2 separate regions of the Rattus norvegicus genome follow, and region 1 is linked to region 2. The links are chromatin contacts, called in public Hi-C maps. All regions are on one chromosome and are shown on one strand. The core of a region is the stretch at or near the end of the contact, and the rest is flanking DNA. Distances in the headings are between cores, read along the strand shown. Region 1 overlaps Pkm (pyruvate kinase M1/2). Region 2 holds the start of Celf6 (CUGBP, Elav-like family member 6).

Region 1 (2,700 bases), core at 18-2,517, 99 kb before region 2:
AGGCTCGCGCAAGCTCTTCAAACAGCAGGCGGTGGAACACGGCTGCCTCAGCCTCTCGAGCTATCTGTAAGGTTTAGGGTAGGAAGGATAAGGAAGAAGGATGAAGGCAAAAACAAGAGACAACACATGGAAAGACAGGGAACTAATGAGAGGAAGGAACTCTTAGGTTAATCTTTTCTTCTCCATGCAGATACAGAGGCAGGGTGGTCAAAGCCTGGAATGGTATTATATGTGGGATTTTGGGTGGCTCTCTTTTCTGTTCAAACACAAGGAAAGATCCTTCCTTCCCTTCTGGAAAGATAGTATCCTTTTGGGATTTTCCTGTTTCTAAAAACAAACAAACAAAAAAAGCCAATTCTCAACCCCACACAGGTTTGAGATAGGATCTTACCATAGCACCTACTGGCCTTGAACTTGCCATGGTCAGCCTCAAAACACCACTATTTTCTTTGCCTCAGCCTCCCAAGTGCTAGGCATGCACCATCCATCATTTCTTTTGTTTTTGATTAAAGCTGAGAAAGGGACCCTGGCATGGAAAGATGCCAAGGTGGAGCCAACTACACTTCCGCTTGACCACACTGCCTCCTGACACAGCTTACAGGAAGAAAAAGGCGTCCCCTCCTCACATGGCTATGTGGTTACAAGGCATCCAACTCCGCCTACACACAAGAGTGAGCGCTTGCACTTGGCTTACAGTGGAAACACTCGGGCAGCTCTGAAAGCTGGGGGTGAGGGTCAAAAGAGCCAAAGTTGCAGTGCACAAGTTCTAAACAGAACAGTGGTCGACTGGCTCACTTGAACACGGTACACTGAACAGCCATGTGAGGAGGCAGACGCCTGGGAAAGCACACAGGCCTTTCAAGACACAGATTCAAACTCAATAATTAAAACGGTTACAGGATAGCAAATGTGTTATATACAGACCACCTGTTCAAGTAAAACCAAGCATTAGAAATAAAGAAATAAAGTTTTAGAGAGTGCAATTCCAGGAATGATATGAAACCAGCACTCGATTTTATTGGTAGCATTAGCAGATTTGCAAGTGGAAAGTAATCTTTTGGTTAAGCATGGAATGCAGGCAAGCCCAAAGGACAAGAGGCATGGACAGGAAGCAACCACAGCTGGGATGTCTAGCTTTTAATTACAGGTTTTGAACTGAATCAGTTAGACACAGGAGGAAACAGCAAACAGATAAAGAAAGGGGAGAAGCTGTCCTAAGTGTTAACTGATAGAGAAATTTGTATCCCCTGAGGGGGTAGCCACAGTCTAACCCGGACTCTGTGACTCATCTTCTGAGCAGGGCCATGCAATCCCAGCCTCGAGGTTCTAAGGTGTCTGTTCATAGGAAAGACCAGGGCATGAGAAAAGGACAGGACACCAAAACTAACTCATACACATATAATTAATTGTAATTAATCTCATCAACCGCCACTTTGGGCAAGGTCTTCTTGAGCTATCCAAAAATACATTTATGTGACTACATGCTTTAGAATACCTGGTCAAAGTCCTGTTCCTGACCACTGTGAGGCCAGGTAAGTAGAAAAGGGGTTTTGGTGTAAACCAGGAAGGCAGCTACTGTGGGGGAGATTGAAGGAAGGGAAAAGTCTTCTGGGAGAGAATGCCTGCATGCTATGAGAAGCTATGAGGACCAGCTCACAATTCCAATCAGAACAGGTCATGACCAGCCGAGTCAAAGCGCTGGTCTGTTTCAATATAGGCAAACATCTGGCTACAGCTATAATTCAGATAAACCATGGAAAGATCATGGAATCTACTCAACTCTCATATACATATAAAGCAAGGTAAGATGCCTAACCCAGAAGGGGCTTCCTTCTTTTCTTTCACTTGTCTTAAGTTTGGGGGGGCTTGTGGGAAACTGGAGCCACAAAAGATACTGTGGTTCTTTGTTGGCTGAAAAGGGAATAGAAAACCCCCAAAAAGCTAATCCACCATGCCTTTATCAGGCAACGGTCCCTAACTGATGCCCCAGATAATTGTTCTGCTCCGGAAGAAGTTCTGGAGCAGAACACAGAAGACGGAGGCCTGGGTGGAAAGTCCGCAGGGACAGGTCAGCTGACGCCTGTTGCTTCTACAAGATGTCTCATTCTAGTCCAGCCTAATCTCAAGCCATCTTCCTGCCGCAGGCTGATTTGATTGTTGGAATTACAAGCTTGCGCCAGACCCTATCTTACTGAAACCAGAAGACTTAATCAAAAGAGCACATAATATGCCTGAGAAGTCTTTATAATTCCTAGACCAGACAGAACCTGCTAAATTCAGCACCCATTCCCCACCCCCAGAGCTATTTGTAGCCCCGAGTTGGGTCTGGCACAGCAAGGGAGGAAGTCCCATGTCACAGGCACCATGCAAGGCCAGCTTAAAGCAGCTCAGTATGGCTACAGCCTGCAGTGGAGAGAAGCATCTGCCCATGGGACAGACCACCAGGAGACCAAATGAGAAGCTAAACAAGGAGAATAGCTGAACAAACTCTTGGCTCCTTTAGAATAGAGGTACCCAGGCCCTCTGGGTGTCCACAAGGAAGGCATCCCTTGACTGCATCCTAGGACCTTGATATTTTAGCCAGATGTGGCCTATGTAATCCCCAGAGCAGGACAAAGGGGCAGGTGCAGGCAGTGAAAGCACAATGAAACTCAAGCACACCTCCACAAACCTCACTCTCCTTGCTGTGACGGGAGCAAT
Region 2 (2,956 bases), core at 332-2,831:
TCAGTCTGGCGCTAGCTCACAGGCCTTCAGAATGAACCTGCCCTCCAAGACCTGTTATTTCTCTCTTAGGAAGATTATGGAGGATGGTTGGTAACCCTTCCCCCACAAAAATCCCGAAACCACATTATTTCCCAGTAGGGAAATAAAGATGTGTCTCCTCAAATTATTATTATATGGCTCTGGCTCTTATTCCAGCTCGGCCTGGACAGACTTTCTGCATGTAAACAAGTCTCCTCCCTTCTCTACAGGAAGAAAGGGGTGTGGCTGGACAGGACCATGGTGCCTCTGTCTTCCTAGGAAGGGCAATGAGAAGAGTCTCCATCCCCTTCTTCCTCATTTAGATCGACCCACCCTGAGAGTGCTCTGGTCTGGGACTGGCTGGCAAAGAAAGGAAAACAGGAGGCCATCAAGAGGATTGAGAGGAAGCGGAGATACACAGGAGTGGGGATTGTAAGGGGAAAAAGTATATTCACGCAGGGGAAACCCAAAGATGAAGGGTATACAGCAGGTGGATGTTCCCAGCTGAGGTTGGGATTCTGGATTCAAATCAGAAGCAGTAAAAAGCACTGGGTTCTGGGAAAATGTATAGAATATTGGGTTATTGTCAAATGTGAGAAGGCATTTATCTCTGAGAGCCTCCTGGGGGTGGAGTGAACTGGACTGTATAGATTAGGTCTGAATTCTGAAGAGGAGAATTTGGGTATGGGGTATTTAAGGCTGTCAGATTCAAAAGTCAAATGGGAGCCCTAGGGGTTGGTTTGCGGTTGGAGGCCAGAAGGAGGAGTGCAAATCCAAGATGTGTGAGCGATGAGGCCTGAGTAAGGTGGAGAGAGAGAGAGAGAGAGAGAGAGAGAGAGAGAGAGAGAGAGAGAGAGAGATCCATGGGTCCAGGGGTCAGGAGACCAGGTACTTCAGAGCTGGAAGGTAGAATAAGTTTCCAAATTCCAGGGTTTGGGGTGTCTGATGGCTGGGATGTGAGAAGTGACAAGGGATTTAGAGGTTAGAGTGATGGACGTGTTAGGGAACCAGAGTGAAGCTCAGAAGGATGCTACAGAGAAAATTCTGGTTCTGGGGCTCTGTGGCCTGGGGAGGGATCAGAACTGAGGTGGGGCAGGTCCTGAACTGGACTCAAGCTGTTTCTAGGTAGGGCTGGGGTTGGGCCTGCGTTTGGGGCCGGAGTTGGGTTGGGCTGCGTTCTAATTGGATTGGGGCTGGGCTGGGCTGGGCTGGGCTGACCCCGCGCACCTTTGTGGAGGCCGGTGAGCCGGTCCTTCAGTACCGTCAGCTCGTAGATGCGGCCGAACTCCTCGAACAGCGGCTTGAGGTCCTGCTCGTCCAAGCCCCGCGGGATCTGCCCCACGAAGAGCTTGATGGCGTCGTGGTCCTTCATGGGCACAGCGGGACCTGGGTTCAGCCCGCTCATGCCGACGCCGCTGTCCGCGGTGCTGAAAGCCAAGCGCGGGCCGGGGCCGGCGGGCGGCGCAGACCCTCCTGGCGCCGCGGCCATGTCCCCGCCCCGTCCGCCCTCCCGAGCGTCCCGCCTGTCCCGCCGTCCCTTCCCTGGACTGCTGGCGAGGGCCTGGGGGAGGGGGCGGGGCCCGCCTGCGAGGACGGGGGGCTGCCCAGGGGGCGGGGCCCAGACGAGAGCGAGGGGCGGGGCTGAAATGGGCGTGGTCTAGGGCGGGGCGCCGGGGTCCGGCTGGAGTCCCCCTCAGAGCTCTCCTGGCTCCCGCCCTAGCGCGCCAAGCACAGCCCCGAGCCCCAGCCCCCGAGCTTAGTGACGTCAGACAGCTAGCAGGGCGAGTCTACGCAAGTGATTTGCATAATGAGATAGCAGTGGCCAATCAGAGAGGGAGTTGGTTGAGCTGGGGCGGGGGGGGGCGAGAGGGGCGTCTGGGCTCAAGCGCTCCAGCTCTCCATGGCAACCGGACCCTCAGCTGCCCTGTGTGTGGAGGGTGTGCGGGCGTGGCAGTGGATGGGAAGTAGCTTCGTCATGCGTGGCGCTGTCTGCTGGAGTCGGAGACGATCCCTTCCTGCACACCTTCAGCAGCTGGACCGTTTTCTGTAGGGCAGATAAGGTTTCTACCTCTCTACCCCTACTACCGAAGCCATCCTGCCAGGATCATCGCACTCCTCTACTGAATCTTCAACCTCTCCTTGCTCCTGAGCCTCAGACACTTCGTCTCTTGTATTCTAAAATAAGCCCCAAGCACTGATTCCTTCCTCAGGAAAGCGAGAGAACTTATATTATCATATTTACTCACAGCTCGTGTCTGGCTCCTCCCTATTCTGTGACTCAGGAGTGTTATCTTCTTTTCCTGAAAAGGATGCCGTGGATCAAAGAAGTTAGGGCGTAAGGCGCCCCTAGCATTTGCAGAGTTGAGGGCAAAAGAAGAAACGGAAATTGATACTTCGTGTGTGTTAATATCTTAAAAGCTATCGGACGAATCACAGTGTTAAAGTGTTTACCTCCCCATACCCCCTTTCACAAGCGCACATTCATAAAGATGAAGGATTGGCGAGATGGCCAAGCATGTAAAGGCTTTTAATAAACAAGCTTGATGACTTGTGTTGGATACCCAGAACCCACATGGAAAAGCCAGGAGCAGAGCTTCGCATCTGAAATACTAGACCTGTGCAACAAAGGAGGAAAAAAAGGAGTCACGAGGGCCAGCTAGCAGAGGGACAGAAACAAGAGGAACCCTCCCAACATGGAATGGAAGAGTCCACTCCTGATCTCAACAAGCACGCCATGACCCATGTTTCTGCCCACACACATACACATATACACATCACACATACACACGCATACCACACACATCACATACACATCACATACTCACCACACACAAATTACACACATCATACACACACAGACATCACACACCCCACACACACCACAGACACAGAGACACAGTAAATTTATAAACATTTGTATTATGTGTATGAATTTTGC

What was found. A called contact is a pair of places that touch in the nucleus more often than the background predicts.
Region 1: a Hi-C map of the A7r5 cell line shows a contact between it and region 2, with 5 times the contacts expected there. The contact joins the enhancer-like site here to the promoter of Celf6 in region 2. A contact is called at or near these places in 6 of 12 Hi-C or Micro-C datasets (the A7r5 cell line, hepatocytes, kidney and 2 more).

What each region holds. Positions count from the first base shown.
Region 1 is chr8:68,968,773-68,971,472 of GRCr8, reverse strand. It overlaps Pkm (pyruvate kinase M1/2), which reads right to left. Exons shown (of 11, transcript NM_053297.2): 9 at 1-64. Among named protein-coding and RNA genes, the nearest start is that of Pkm, 16 kb to the right of the region's middle. Within about 2 kb of position 1,267, at least 5 of the 93 cell types and tissues checked have an H3K27ac peak or open chromatin away from gene starts, as enhancers often do. A contact at or near this core is called in the A7r5 cell line, where this site is marked.
Region 2 is chr8:68,869,718-68,872,673 of GRCr8, reverse strand. Celf6 (CUGBP, Elav-like family member 6) reads right to left here and starts at 1,581. Exons shown (of 13, transcript NM_001413529.1): 1 at 1,246-1,581. The coding sequence starts at 1,507.